Linked DNA regions of Mus musculus: regions 1, 3, 4 and 5 are each linked to region 2. The links are chromatin contacts, called in public HiChIP or PLAC-seq, Micro-C and promoter capture Hi-C maps. All regions are on one chromosome and are shown on one strand. Each heading gives the region's core, a stretch centred on a gene start, on an enhancer-like site or on the middle of the called end of the contact. The rest is flanking DNA. Distances are from core to core; before and after follow the strand shown. Region 1 holds the start of Gnas (GNAS (guanine nucleotide binding protein, alpha stimulating) complex locus). Region 2 holds the start of Fam210b (family with sequence similarity 210, member B). Region 3 holds the start of Vapb (vesicle-associated membrane protein, associated protein B and C). Region 4 has its middle 130 kb from the start of Gm35033. Region 5 holds the start of Npepl1 (aminopeptidase-like 1).

Evidence for each region. Promoter capture Hi-C pulls out the DNA fragments that hold promoters and counts their contacts. Hi-C and Micro-C count contacts between places; a contact is called where the count stands out from the background. HiChIP or PLAC-seq counts read pairs in DNA pulled down with a chosen protein or histone mark. Capture Hi-C pulls out chosen DNA fragments and counts their contacts.
Region 1: a contact with region 2 is called in a Micro-C map of the G1E-ER4 cell line. The contact joins the promoter of Gnas here to the promoter of Fam210b in region 2. A contact is called at or near these places in 2 of 484 Hi-C or Micro-C datasets (both in the G1E-ER4 cell line).
Region 3: a contact with region 2 is called in a promoter capture Hi-C map of erythroid cells, with 21 times the contacts expected there. The contact joins the promoter of Vapb here to the promoter of Fam210b in region 2. A contact is called at or near these places in 1 of 39 promoter capture datasets (erythroid cells) and 1 of 484 Hi-C or Micro-C datasets (CD4 T cells).
Region 4: an H3K4me3 HiChIP or PLAC-seq map of embryonic forebrain shows a contact between it and region 2, with 8 times the contacts expected there. The contact joins the enhancer-like site here to the promoter of Fam210b in region 2. A contact is called at or near these places in 5 of 484 Hi-C or Micro-C datasets (cerebral cortex, cortical neurons, frontal cortex and 2 more), 5 of 115 datasets of contacts at active chromatin or transcription factors (differentiating embryonic stem cells, embryonic forebrain, embryonic hindbrain and 2 more) and 1 of 9 other capture datasets (adipose tissue).
Region 5: a contact with region 2 is called in a promoter capture Hi-C map of liver, with 4 times the contacts expected there. The contact joins the promoter of Npepl1 here to the promoter of Fam210b in region 2.

Annotation. Positions count from the first base shown.
Region 1 is chr2:174,296,464-174,299,163 of GRCm38.p6, reverse strand. It overlaps Gnas (GNAS (guanine nucleotide binding protein, alpha stimulating) complex locus), which reads right to left and starts at 1,305. Exons shown (of 12, transcript NM_010309.4): 1 at 1-1,305. The coding sequence starts at 1,302.
Region 2 is chr2:172,344,214-172,346,913 of GRCm38.p6, reverse strand. Fam210b (family with sequence similarity 210, member B) reads right to left here and starts at 1,337. Exons shown (of 3, transcript NM_025912.4): 1 at 1,067-1,337. The coding sequence starts at 1,252.
Region 3 is chr2:173,736,161-173,738,860 of GRCm38.p6, reverse strand. Vapb (vesicle-associated membrane protein, associated protein B and C) reads right to left here and starts at 1,290. Exons shown (of 6, transcript NM_019806.5): 1 at 1,111-1,290. The coding sequence starts at 1,168.
Region 4 is chr2:170,900,933-170,903,632 of GRCm38.p6, reverse strand. No RefSeq gene overlaps it. Among named protein-coding and RNA genes, the nearest start is that of Gm35033, 130 kb to the right of the region's middle. Within about 2 kb of position 1,327, at least 7 of the 459 cell types and tissues checked have an H3K27ac peak or open chromatin away from gene starts, as enhancers often do. A contact at or near this core is called in embryonic forebrain, where this site is marked.
Region 5 is chr2:174,108,977-174,111,676 of GRCm38.p6, reverse strand. It overlaps Npepl1 (aminopeptidase-like 1), which reads right to left and starts at 1,326. Exons shown (of 12, transcript NM_213733.2): 1 at 1,105-1,326; 2 at 415-600; 3 at 1-63. The coding sequence starts at 1,254.

The DNA of each region.
Region 1 (2,700 bases), core at 56-2,555, 2.0 Mb before region 2:
TGGGGCTGTCCCGTCTTCTCCGGCATCGCTCTGGCTATCTGTGAGCATCGCGGAATCCGTAGGAGCTCCAGCATCAGATCCGGTAGAGACGGCTTGGGCAGCAGGGGCTGGCTTGGCATCCATTGCTTCAGGCTGGGTGGAAGATCCGTCCCCTCTCTCCGGAGAGGGGACTTTTCCTTCCACCGCAGTGGCGGTGGTAGGGCTTCCTTCCATCTCGGCTGCTTCTCGCTCAACTGGGGGTCTCTCTGCGCACTCGCTCTTATCTGGGGCTCCCGAGACTTCGATGGGCGGGCCATCACTTGCGATTGGGGGGCTGTCCATATTGACAGCGGTGTCGTCGTCGACCCCAATGGAGGCTCTGCCAATCTCAAGCAGGGGTCTGGTGATCTCCATCGGGGGGCTGTCGCATGCGAAGTTAGGAGGAGATCTGACAGCCTCGCGGAATGGTCTGTCAATGGCGCCTCGGACCCAGAGGGGAGGCGCGTTCTCGGCGGGAGCGAGGCAGAGCGCACTCGGGACCGCGACTGTCGGGAACTCGCCGCCAATGCCGATTTGTGGGATGACTCGCGGGAGTCCTGGGGGTGGGCTATCGCCCCCGAATTCTTCTCCACCGACCTGAAATGGCACAGATTCTTCAGGGGGAGGGCTGTAGTCTTCTCGGAAGCCAGCGTTTTCAAATCTGATGTTCCCGGGCTCCGCGGGAAGAGCTCTGGGGACCAATGCTTCCGGACCTCCTGGCGCAAGGTCTGGGACTTGCAAGGGAGGCTGGCTATGGTCTCCCTGGGCAGGCTCGTTGAACTCAAATGGCATAGCTTCTTCTGGTGGGGGGGTATAGGCTCCCAGGCCTGGGCTCGCGCCAGTGGGGGTCCCGGGCTCCAAAATCGCTGGGTTGAAGGCTTGGAGGCCTGATGGGGTCCCAGATGGTCCTGGCTGCTCCAGGGTGGGCCAGAAATCTCCCAGGCTGGGCTGTTGTGTCTCGAATGGCATGGCTTCCTCCGGAGGTGGGCTGTAGTCTCCACCCACTCGGACTTCCTCGAAGGCCTGGCAGGGGCTTTGGATGTCAGATTTGGAGTCTTCTGGGGGTCCACTGATCTCACTGCCAGTCTCGTCGGGGACGGGCTCATTGTTAGACGGTTCGGAGTCCGGTTCGGTCGCCATTTCTTCGGCTGGGCCAGCCCCAGCACCGGGGGCAGCTGCCCCTGGGGCTTCCAAAGGTTCTTGCTCGGGCTGCTCCCCGACTTCAGGGGGGATATCGTGTTGTCCTGACATATTATTGCCGTGGAGGCAGTTGAACATGCCCATAACACGGTGGCGACTTTTCAAAATAAATTTGGGGCCCCGTAAGACGGAGCACCCAGCCAAACTAGGGTGAAAAAAAATTTTTTTTTAAAAAATTCAAATTTTTGTTGGAAAGTTCTCCAGCCTCAGTTTCCAAACTTTGTAAGGATAGATAATCAGGGGCTAGAACCCAGGACCATGGCTGAAGTGAGTCATCTCTTGCTGGTGAAGTCTGTCACCTTCCTAGTTACACTTACCCCTTCGGGCTGTGGTCGGCCAACAACTTTAGGAACTTTTCTGTTCTCTCTTCGTACTTTGCTGTACTTTAGCTCCGCCTTCTTGGCATTTAAGAGCGTGCCGATTCGTCTCGAAAATCGTAAATAGAACTCTTTCTCTGCCGCCAGAGGACGCAGGTCTCAGTGCTGAGCCGGCTCCGGGAGCTGGCTCCCGGTGCCGGCTGCTCCCGACTTTGGGTAAGGGGGCTGATGAGCGGAGGCCTTGTAGGGACGTTCGGCTCCGTCCTCTCCTCTCCCGGACTGATTCCGAGTCTCTCTAGCTCGCTTTTTCCCTGGCCAGAGAGCGAGCGAGCTCTCTTGCGTTGCTGGGACACGTGACGCAAGACGTGGGCATTGGTCTGTTAGAGTACAGACGCTGAAAGCCTCCCTCCCCATCTGATTCTTCTCGAGGGGAGGAGGGACTGCAGGAGGGCTTTATCACCCCAGATTACCCCAGTATGCGGTAAATTCCTTATCTAAGGACCCCACACTCAGGCAATTACCCATACTCATCTCCAAGTCAGGAAATGGAGGCTTTAGGATACAAGGAAAGGGGTAGAGGCACACACACACACAAATGCGACAGGTGGTCGTGAGCCCACCGGAAGGGTAGAGACAGGGTGAGGAAGTGCCGAATGTAAACACGCAATTTGTTTCGTAAATGCTCTAGGGTACTTTTCTTTATTTCTTTTTTTTCCTTTTTTTTTCTTTTTTTAATGTTTATGTTTGCTGTTTGTTGGGGATGGCTCCAGCAAATCCCTTCAATGTCCCCCATCCCCATTACACCTCGGAGCTCTCAACAGTGGTATAGTGTGTTGTAGTCAGGGCTTGCTCTGTTTATATGGACGGTGATGCAGTAGAAATAAAGGTCTCAGCAGTGCACTGCAGAAAATCAAGCAAAGCCCCCTTAGGAGTTATTCATGTTTGCCGCTTTCGTGCAAATAGGGGAGGGGGCTTAAGGCTTACCGGAAGACCCCCCACCTAGCTCAGGTCTTGTACTTCTGTCTTCTGGGTAAAGGCAAAAGGAGATTTGGGGTGTAGTTGATGGCCCATTTAGGGTGGTCTCGCAGACTAGAAAACCTGAAATGCACTTAACCCACCGACCAACCGTGCCATGGTGGCAACAGCTGCCGAGACTCGCATCTTC
Region 2 (2,700 bases), core at 88-2,587:
CCTTGCTGTAAACACACCTGTCAAGGCAGAGTGTGTGTTTAAGGTTAGGGTTAGGGTTAGGGTTAGGCTACCAACAGGGCTGATGTGGCAGAACAAGGTGAGAGGTTGTACCAGATCGTGAAGGCAGCTAAGATCTGAGCGCTAGAGAAGAGACAGTATAGGGCGGGGGGGCACACTACTGGTAGTCAGGGAAGACTTTCTGGAGGAGAGGGAAGCTATGCGGTGCCCTGAAGCACGGTACGCTGTGAGTATCCTGACTTGTGCTCAGGAGCAGAGCTGAGGCCAGTGTCCTGTCTGTCAGGCAGGAGAGAGGGGAAGGAAGTCCTTCCATCATTGTGCTCGGCACTCAAGGAAAGCGACCAATCCCTAACTGAAAAGCCACGGGAGCAGACAGTACTCAGAACTGCCCGATTCATGGCAGTGATCTTTCTTTCAGACTCCCCCAGACCTCGACGCTTCCGATCTACTACTTCTGAACTCCTGCTTTTTTTTTTTTTTTTTTTTTTTTTTGAGACCTACTTGAGATATGCTGCTGTCTGAATGGAAGCTGGTTTTCACTCTGAGCACTCAGGGCAAGTAACCACAACAAAACGGGATGGACTGCCTGCTCTGAGCCTGCTCTTCCAGCTAGATAAAAGGGTGGCGCAAGGAGCACAGGGAAGCGGTAGATGTACCGGCGGCACCGGCGATGCCGCCTCCTGGGCCCAGTGCCCAGGCCTCAACTGAACTTCAAAAGGAACAAGTCCAGGGGCCGGACTGGAAGTTCATATAGAATTCAGGCCCCTTGCGATCGGCTCGGTAACGCCACTGTTCTGGCTTTCGAAACTGGGGCTCGGCGGGCGACTCCATGACCTTGGGCAGCGCACCATTCCACTCCTAGCCTCAGTTTCTCCGGCTGCTAACTGAAAGAGATTTTTCTCGGATTCTAGGAATCTGAGAACTCAGGGACCCCGGAGGTGACCCGTTTCGGTCAGGTGCAATGTAAAAATTGTCCATTGGGGCTGGCCCTGGCACGGCGCTCCGGCCACTTGGGGATCAGGGTCCGAGTGGCTGTGGGGAGTCTTACCTGGCGGCTGAGACAGTCCCCGCGGGCCGTGCGCAGCAGTCGGGCGTCCGGAACCGGATGGGACAAGGCTAAGGCCCAGAGCGGTGGAGCACAGGAGGTGGCGGTTCCCAGGAGCCAAGGGGCCAGGGGCCGCAGCCGGGTGCTCACTCTTCCTGCCGGGCCAAGCAGCGTCAACAGCCCGGCCATGGCGCGCCGCGAGCGCAGCTCCAGTGTGCCCACTCGGGAATCAGCTCCAACACAGCGCGGTGGGCGGGGCCGAGACCGGGGCCTCGAGCTCCACCCCCCGACAGGCCCCGCCCCAACACCTTTAGGGCCCGCCCCCGGAGCGGAGCTGAGCGTGGGATAGGCGGGGCTCTATAGCGGAGCGCAGGTTTTGGGCTCCACCCAACAGCTCCGCCCTCCGCAGAAGCAGCCTATCCATGAGTGGGTGGGGCATCTGGAGACGCTCGCTCTCTTTTGTTCCCGCCCCTCAGCCCCGCTTCCTTGGCTAAGTTCCGCCTCCTGAAGCGGAGTGGGCGGGGCTGGGGACCTGCCAAGTCTATCAGCCTAGTTCTCAGGACCTCAGGCCAGTTCTTTGTGGAATGCATTTTCTCAGAACTTTCCAGGATTTTGAGTTTCCGGACTGTGGAGCGCGGCTGGCGGCTGTTTCAAGCGAGGGCTAATGCATTCTTTGTTTTTCCTCTCAGCCGAATGGGTGAAACCTGGAAGACTGATGCTTACGTGAATGCTTTAAAGAAGAAAGGAACTATAGAGGTTAACTCTCACTTGAAGAAGCCCTCTAAATGAGCCTACTATATCGCGGCTGTGAACATGAAAGCAGCCACTGTGGAGAAAAGTTTTGTACTTTCACAGATAGTTAAAAGTACACAAACCAGGTTGGTCAGCAACTCCGCTCCCATAGTGTCTCAAGAGAAGCAAAGACTCACATTTCTGTCGGACTAAAATCTGACAAGAGGGCACTCTCTCTTACCTGGTGACTATGCACTGCCTGGGGACTTGGGCCCACAGGAAGGCGTTGCTGGCATTAGATGTGGCCCCTCTACCTTGGACCTCTAGGCCCATGAGCCAAAATTAACCCTTCTGTTCTTATAACTTAAAGAAATAATAGTAAACTGTTATCTTGACATGGTGGTGCAGATCTGTAACTCAAGCACCCAGGAGGCTGAGACAGAAGGATTAAGAGTTCAAGGCCAGCCTCGACCCCAGGAGAACCTGTCCTACACACATGCTCAGAAGACAGCAATACTCATAGCAGGGCAGTCCAGATATCTGTCAGCTGGAGAATGGAACTTCCATCTGTGGATCACTTGCTATCCAAGCTGAGTTCCACCCTGGGGCCCAGGCAAGGTGGGGGTGGGGGCTGGGAGGTGGGGGGAGAGAGCCACAGTCTCCACAAAGTGCTCCTCTGGCCTGTACACATGCTCCCTCCCATGCAATAATAATAAAAAAATTTTTTTAAAGTAAGGCGTGAACACCTTCATCCTAGGGACAAGTCTCAGGACTGCTTTGCCAAATGGAAAATTCCAGCCACAAACACAACATGCAGGAGGATTTCATCTTCAGAGAATGCAAAGTTCACAGGCAAAATTCTGGACCCCCCCCCCCAAAAAGGTCAGCGGCTATCTAGGATTGTG
Region 3 (2,700 bases), core at 41-2,540, 1.4 Mb before region 2:
TCTATTGAAATTTTTTTGTGTATGTGTCTGTGTGTTTGTTCACAAGTGTGCCAGGCTGCACCTGTTGGGGTCAGCGGACAATGTGCACAAGTCGGTTCTCTCCTTTGACCATGTGGGACTCAGGGATTGAACTAAAGTCCTCAGCCTTGACAGCAAGCTCTTTATCCGGTGAACCATCTCCACAGCCCTGTGTTAGGCTGCCTAAGGTTTTTGTTTTCAGGTTGACTGGACGGCCTCTGCTTCCTTGTAAGAGTCACACTGCACACTCTGAACCTGGAAGGCAAGGTGAACAGCCACAGATCTGAAGCATTTCCCAAGAGTCTGTGGGTACAGTGGCTAAGTATCTGAACGTCTGAAATCAGAACTCAAATGCGACAACTAGATAAGAGCTGTGATCCTACGTTACTTCCCAGCGGTGGAGAAACGGGTGACTCTCGGCCACCCAAAATCGTGTGTGCCAGCTGTGGGCTACACGTGGGCAATACACAGAGGATCATATCAGCCAACCTCAAGTACACCTTCATAGAGTCCAGTTTCTTCCTCTTCCTCCTAGTGCTTACCACTGTATTCTGCCATCTTGCTTACTGGTTGTTGAACTTTATAGGCCTCCTGTGCCCAATCTCATGACTCAAACATGCAACGAAGCAAGGAACAGGCTGGGCATGGACCCTGTTGCCTCGTGGCCCTTAAAATTAGTGAATGGAAACATTCATGTGTACATACACACACACTTGTGTGTGTGTATGTACATATATGTACGCACATGTATGTATACACACTATCTATAACATGCGTATACCATGCATATATATTTGTCTACGTGCACCTTTTTAATCACCTGGGCATGCACCTTTACACACAGATGTATACAGAAAGTGTACTACACAGAAAGTGTGCACGGGCTTCGTGGGCTGTAACCCCGGCAGCTCGCTGCCTCGGGGGAGCTGATGGAAGGGTACTCAGGCAAACCGTTTCCATGCACTGACTCCACATGCATGCATTAGACGCCTGGTGCATGCGGGCCTCAAGCGGACAGTGTCCTGCCCTCAGGGCGCGTCCCTTCCGGCACCGGCCGCTGAGTGACAGCTCCCGGGCCGGCCGGCCGCTTACCTCGGAACTTGAGCTCGTGTTGTGGCTCGAGGCTCAGGACCTGTTCCACCTTCGCCATGGTCCTCCCCGTCGGGGGCGACGGCGCGGGCGGGGGGCGGCGGCCTGGGTGGCGGGGCGCAGGGGCGGAGGGCGAGGCCGCGGTGCCGGGCGAGCTCACGGCACGCACGACGTACCCACGCACGCCCCGACGCACGCACGTACGCACGTACGTAGCAGATGCCGGGCTCCGGCAGTGGCCAGCGGCTCCAGCGACAAAAGGGAGACTGCGCATGCGCAGGGTGTTCAGGGCCACTGCGCAGGCACAGACCGGGCGGTAGAGGGCGGAGCTTCCGAGACAGGGGGCGTGGCCTCTCGAGGCTTGGGAGGAGGGGCGGTCTCCAGTGAGACTGTTCAGTAAGCGCCTGCGGGGAGAACTGTTGTTAAGTGCTTTACTTAATAATAATAATTAACAAGAATAAACTTCCACTTTCTTCCCGCACGTGTGGTGCCAGGCTCTACTGAGCCTGAATATAATAAAGTACTTATTATTCTTACAAACACAATGTTTACGGGTTAGTGATATGTGCCAGGCCTTGTGACAGTTCATAAATAACAATTATAAATATAATAAACTGGCAATTATTGTTTGCTTATTTCGTGCCACTCCGCTGAATGCTTTCAGTAACTGTCATAAATAAAAGCTATTCTGCATTCAGTGTTTACCAAACCGCAAAGCGCTGCACTGAACCATTTGCTGATAGCATTACTTGTTTATGCAAGAAATATTTAGAAATACAATAACCAGAAAACGACCTGCTTCACACCGTGCTAGGACCTCACTGAGAGAATAAATTAGTTACACACATAAATCACATGACTAAAAGTAACTGAGAGCCTAGCTCTGTCTGATACCCAAAATAAGCCCTGTATGTTCCCATTGGCACGTGACTAGTATTTCATTGTGTAACGTATACTATGTAAAATAGACCTTCATAGCCTCCTCATCAAACATTCGTGTGAAGAGTACACATGACTCTATATGGCAGGAATATCCATGTTGTTCATGTACTTCCCATGTTCTATACACCTGAAGTTATTTTCATAATAAAAGTTTCCAAGGGGTAGTCTTTGTCTTTTAGCTTGTGCATCTAATCCATTTATACTTATTGTATTTGTTGGTGTACCTGGGTTTATTTCTGCTGCTTTACGTTGGTTTTCCCATTAGATGTACTGTTTCTTTTGGCCTCTCATTTCTTGCTCTTCAGGATTGTTTTCCTCTCCATCTGTTCTTTCCTTGTGTTCTGCTACTACTGCTTCATGTGTACTGAATCTATGAAAGTCTAGCTTTTATGACATTTTGTTCTGCTTTCTTGAGATTTTAGGGCTTCAGTTCATCATAGTCACCCACTGCTCCATTATACGCCTTGTGCTTTTAAAGGAAACTCAGGTTTCCCTCAGTCTAGTTTTGTTTTGTTTTGTTTTGTTTTTGGTTTTGGTTTTTTGGTTTTTTGAGACAGGGTTTCTCTGTGTAGCCCTGACTGTCCTGGAACTCACTCTGTAGACCAGGCTGGCTTCGAACTCAGAAATCTGCCTGCCTCTGCCTCCCGAGTG
Region 4 (2,700 bases), core at 78-2,577, 1.4 Mb after region 2:
GCATCTCAGGGATGGCATGGCAGGTGTACGGCAGATGAGCGGTTCATAGCGCCCTCTGCAGTTCTTCTCAGGGATGGCATGGCGGGTGTACAGCAGATGAGCAGTTCATAGCGCACTCTGCAGTTCATCTCAGGGGTGGCAAGGTGGGTGTACAGCAAATGAACAGTTCGTAGCACCCTCTGCATCTGAGGGATGGCACAGCGGGTACATTTTCCAACACTGCATGCAAATACTGATGGAAAAGCCAGAAAGGGAAAAACCACACTGGTCCATGTGTGACCCCTTCCCAGGTAAAGGTGGAAGATCCACCCAGTCTACTCGCACTGCTCGATGGAAGACCTGGTCAGGGACAAGCTGGATATTCCCTGAATTGCCACCTCCCAGTCTGGATTAAGGTTTTCGGCCCCACTTTCATCTTTGTGTCGGCTTCCCCAACAAGCCCACACCTCCCCAGCAGCACAGGCTCCCGTTCTTCTGTAAGCCCCGCTGCTTACTAATCCTGCCTCCTGTCACCCACCCCAAGCAGTGCCTCTGTAACTTCTGTCCCAGGCATGGAGAAACAGGTTGGAAACGAACTTATCCAGAGCCGGAGGGGATGGGCCATATGTCTCTGCCTCCTAAAGAAGAGAAGCCCTCCTATTTCTTATACAGAATCTAAATATGTTGATCCAAGGGAAATCTTTTCTTCTTCCCTCTGGCAACTTCGCATACACGCGTTTTCTTGCCACCGTGGGATCTATCATTCTGCCTGTCTCAATTCACTCTGTGGGCATTTTCTGCATGAGTAGGAAAAAAAAAAATAACAAGGAACCCTTTGCATAGGTTATTTACATATAAATTATATTTGACACTTTTATAACAAACCACAAAATCTCCATGTGCTCTGATGTGGCACAGTGTAATAGAATGAGTAAATACGCATTCTTCTAATAACCAATTGCTTTCTTCACACAGGAACATACAAAGGAGTTACCGTAAGGCTGGGCAGAAAAAAAAAATCTCCGCAGCAACAACAACAACAAAAAAAATAAGCCCCGTGTGAAATTCCGATGGTTCTTACAATGAGGGCTGGTTAAATGGGTCTTTGAATTAATAGAAGTGCCAAGTGCTCTTCTTGTAGTGTTTGGAGAATGAGTTTTACAAACAGTTATACAGAACAAAATCATTAGAAGAGGGAGGCCAAGATAGCGCTGTAATGGCCGGGAGAAGGAGCCCTGGGTCTTAATTAAATTCAGGTAGAAAGGATTGCTTTTGCACACACCATAGAGAACTCCATTCTGCAAGGAAGCTGCTTTCATAACTCTGCCCGGCAAGAGGGGAGGGAAGAGTGCTGTGCAGGAGGCTGGGAGCTCACAGCTAAAGTAATGAAAACAGTGTCCCCTGGGTAGCAAGTGTGTGCCAGACGCTGGGCCCCACCAGTCCATATGCACATATATGCCTGTAATCCCGAAACTGTTGCCTCTTTAAGAAAGTGCCTGCTTTACAATGGGCATTCTCCTCGTTGTTTGTGCAAAACATTAATTGATCAAGCCATTGTGTAAAGCTGAAACCAAGAGAAAGAAATTATAGGACTTCTTAAAGTCATGTGGGAGTCCAGATGCCAAAAGCTTTTGAATCTTCTCTCTCTCTCTCTCTCTCTCTCTCTCTCTCTCTCTCTCTCTCTCTCTTTCTCTCTCTCTCTCTCTCTCTCACACACACACACACACACACACACACACACACACACACACACCACAAATTCCTTTGAATGTAGGTATGTATCCTTTTAACCACAGATGGGAAACTCTGGAGAGGAAAAATGAGCAATGAACAAGAAGAAATGAGAAAAATTCCTTTAGCGATGAAAAAGATATGGACAGCAAGTGACCTTCACCGCTTATAAAATCCAGTGCTCCCCAGGCCCTTCCTACAGGAAAAGGCATGACATTTTTATTTATTGTGTCTTTGCATTAGTGTGAGAAATAAAATCCAGGTTGTATTTGATCGTCTGACAGTATGCATAAATTGTCAATATATTGGCCTCTAAACCATGCTAAACCCAGCTCCTTTACTTCTGCGTGCCGACGGAAAGAGCCCTGGACAATCACGTAAAACCATATCAACAGAAGCCTACACACTGAGAGACTGTGATGTGCGTGCTCATACCTGAAACAGGATTGTCAGGATCGTGTTTGCTGAACACAACCGAAAGAAATGCCCACAGGATCAGTCAAGACTATGCTTGGTGACTCTGGTGGTTTGAATGACATGGCACCCAGAGTCTCATAGGGAGTGGCACTATTTAAAAGGATTAGGACTGTGTTAGAATAGGTATAGACTGGTTGGAGGAAGTATGTCATTGTGTGTGTGTGTGTGTGTGTGTGTGTGTGTGTGTGTTTGACCTTTCAGAAACTTAAGCCTGACCCAATGGCCTGCTCTCTCTCTCTCTCTCTCTCTCTCTCTCTCTCTCTCTCTCTCTCTCTCTCCTGATCCAGATGTAGAACTCTCAGCTCCTTCCCCAGCCCCATGTCTGCCTGGATGCTGCCATGCTTGTACCATGATGAGAATGAACTGAACCTCTGAACCTGTAAGCCAGCCCCAAGTAAATGTTTCCCTTTATAAGAGTTGCCGTGGTCACAGTATCTCTTCACAGCAATAGAACTAACACGGTAACTGAGGGTGGAGCTCAGTTGTTAGAGTGCTTGCCTAGAATACATGAAG
Region 5 (2,700 bases), core at 77-2,576, 1.8 Mb before region 2:
GAGTGGGAAGGCCCGTGCCAAGGCACAGGCAGAGGCAAAAACCTCAGTCTGTTCGCAGACCATCTGTAGTGAGAGAGAAGCAAGGTGGGGCTGAAGCCACAAAGGGACACCACCAGGACTCTCCCAATAGCAGCTCTACAAACCCAGACGGCTGTGCCCCCCCAGTAACCTGAGGCTGCGTGAGAAAAATGTCTGCCACCAGATGTTGTCCACTCTTTCCCAGACAGATGAGCAGGGCACAGACATAAGCCCAGGCCTCAATAAATCTAGGCTGGCATCTCTGATTTGTCACGCAAACCGATCCGGTGTAAATCACTCGGTGGTTGAAGGGTTAGAATGGGAGATCACACGGGCCAGCCTGCTGTGCTTGAGGTGGGCCACGGGCTGGGGTACACTCACCGGCCCAGCACTCACCAGGATACACCGGTGGGTTCCAGGAGGCAGGCAGGTTCTCACGAGCCTGGTGATGAAGTGGGCTGCGGACGGGCTGTTATGCCGGCTCACCCTAGAAGGCAGAGCTGCCACTGTGGCGCAGTTCAGGTAGAGAGGACAGCTGTCTGTGGGGTTGGGGTTGAGCGTGGCCAGAGCTGCCTGCCAGAGCTGGATTAGAAAGGAGATATGAGACGGACCGGGCTTCAACACGTGTGCTGTGTGGCTAGATGCGCCCTGCGGGCCACGCCTGCTTGTCTAAGGCACCCTAGCCGCTGCCACCAGGCATGTGTGGCTCTCTGGTACCCTACCACCCTCGTGGGACTGCGCCTCGCGCTGGCAAGGCCTGTCTGGGGACCCTCTGCTTCAAACACTTGGAGGCCCGGCTCCTGGGCCCTGGCTAGTGGCCATGGAAGCGGGTCTCGAGGCCAGAGGCCACGCGGAAAGCCGCCACTGGGCCTTCTGCAGGGCCCGGCCCAGAGGCGCGGAAGCAGGTGGCTCGGCCCGGGCAGGCCGGCGACACAGGCCGGGCCTCGCTGCAGCCAGGGCCTTGGGGACAGACGGCTAGGCCTGTCGCGGGCCTGCGCCCTGGGCCCGGCGGGGCGCGCGGGCGAGGCGGGGCCCGTGGCCCAGGGCCTGGGCTTGGCAGGCGCATGGCGGCCGCGGCCCGCTCACCTCCTCGGTGACCCGGGGCTGCAGCTTCCCGCGGACGTGGCTCCAGGGCACGCGGTGCAGGTGTTGCAGCTGGCCCAACAGCAGCAGGGGCCGGCTCTGGGGGTCCGCGTCCCCGGCGCTGGCCTGGAACTGCAGCCCCACGCTCGCCATCTTCCCCCCCACGACCCCGGCCGGGCCGCCCAGCACCCTGCGCCCTGCTCCGGCCCGGCTCGGCGCCGCCCCGGCCCGCCCGGCCTCGGCGCCCCGCCTTCCCCGCCGCCTCCGGGCCGCGCCGCCCTGCAGGGCCCACCCGGGGCGCGAGGGGGCGCCGGCGGAGGCGGGGCGCGGGCCGTACTGCGCCTTCCGGGCCTCCGTTGGGGGGCAAGTGGCGCGCGAGCCCCTGGAAGCGCTCCAGCTCTGGCTACTGCCCTGGCCCGGCTGGCAGTAGGTTCCTGGACTCGAGGAAGCCTCACTTGCCAGGGACAGCCGTGGCTACTGCAGTGGCCTGACAATTAGGCACTCGGATCCCCCCTTTATTCCGCGTAGGCCGCCTCCTCGGCCTAACGCTCGCCAGAAAGGTCACCATTCAGCAGTGGGCGCAAGCTGCCTCTGCACTTTGTCACCTGTGTTGGAGAGGAAAAGACAGCAGTGTTGGGAGCTTATAGGAAGTCATTTGAAAGGAGTCAGCTGCTACCCTACACTGCCCAGGTTTTGACAACTCCAGGCCTGGGGCTAGAGCTCAGTGACCTCCAGTCTTCTTCCTTTTTTTTTTTTCAAGACAGGGTTTCTCTGTGTAGCCCTGGCTGTCCTGGAACTCACTCTGTAGACCAGGCTGGCCTCAAACTTAGAAATTCTCCTGCCTCTGCCTCCCAAGTGGGATTAAAGGGGTGCGCCACCACGCCCGGCTGTGACCTCCAGTCTTATATGTCACTTTTAATCTACATTTCTTCTCTGTTATCAGCCTTTAAAACTAGCAAAACAAGATGGCTGAGCGAGAAAAGACACTTATTGCAGCGCCTGAGGACCAGAGTTCTAGTCCCGTATCTGGAAGGTGCAAACCAGTATCCAAAATGTGTCCATTGACTAAGAGGTTGACTAAGAGGTACCCACTCACACCGACTTAAACACACACACACACACACACACACAGAGAGAGAGAGAGAGAGAGAGAGAGAGAGAGAGAGAGAGAGAGAGAGAGAGAATGAATTAAATAAAACATTAAAAAAAAAAAAAAAACCCTACCAAAGCCAGTTTCATCACATAGCTCTCCATTCCACTGACCCTGCAGGCACCACCCACCTTATGTCCCCACCTACAAGCCATCTATGGTATGGATTTCTTCAGCTTTGGAGGTTCCATCAAACAGCCCAGAGCAGGCCAGCCCTGAAGACGGCAGTAGCTGAATGAGCAGAGGGGATTCCTTTGAAACTCTGGCTTTCCTGACGCAGAAGTCAACACTAATTGGATCTTATTTTCTCGAAAAAGAGTTTTTACAGCAACTGCATGTTTTCACACATTTTGTAAAGGGTACTAAGTGTTCTATCCCGATTCTCTGGTGTTTGCAAATACAGTGTGAGGCACAAGGCACTCAGGAGGGGCCGAGACAACTTGCAATTT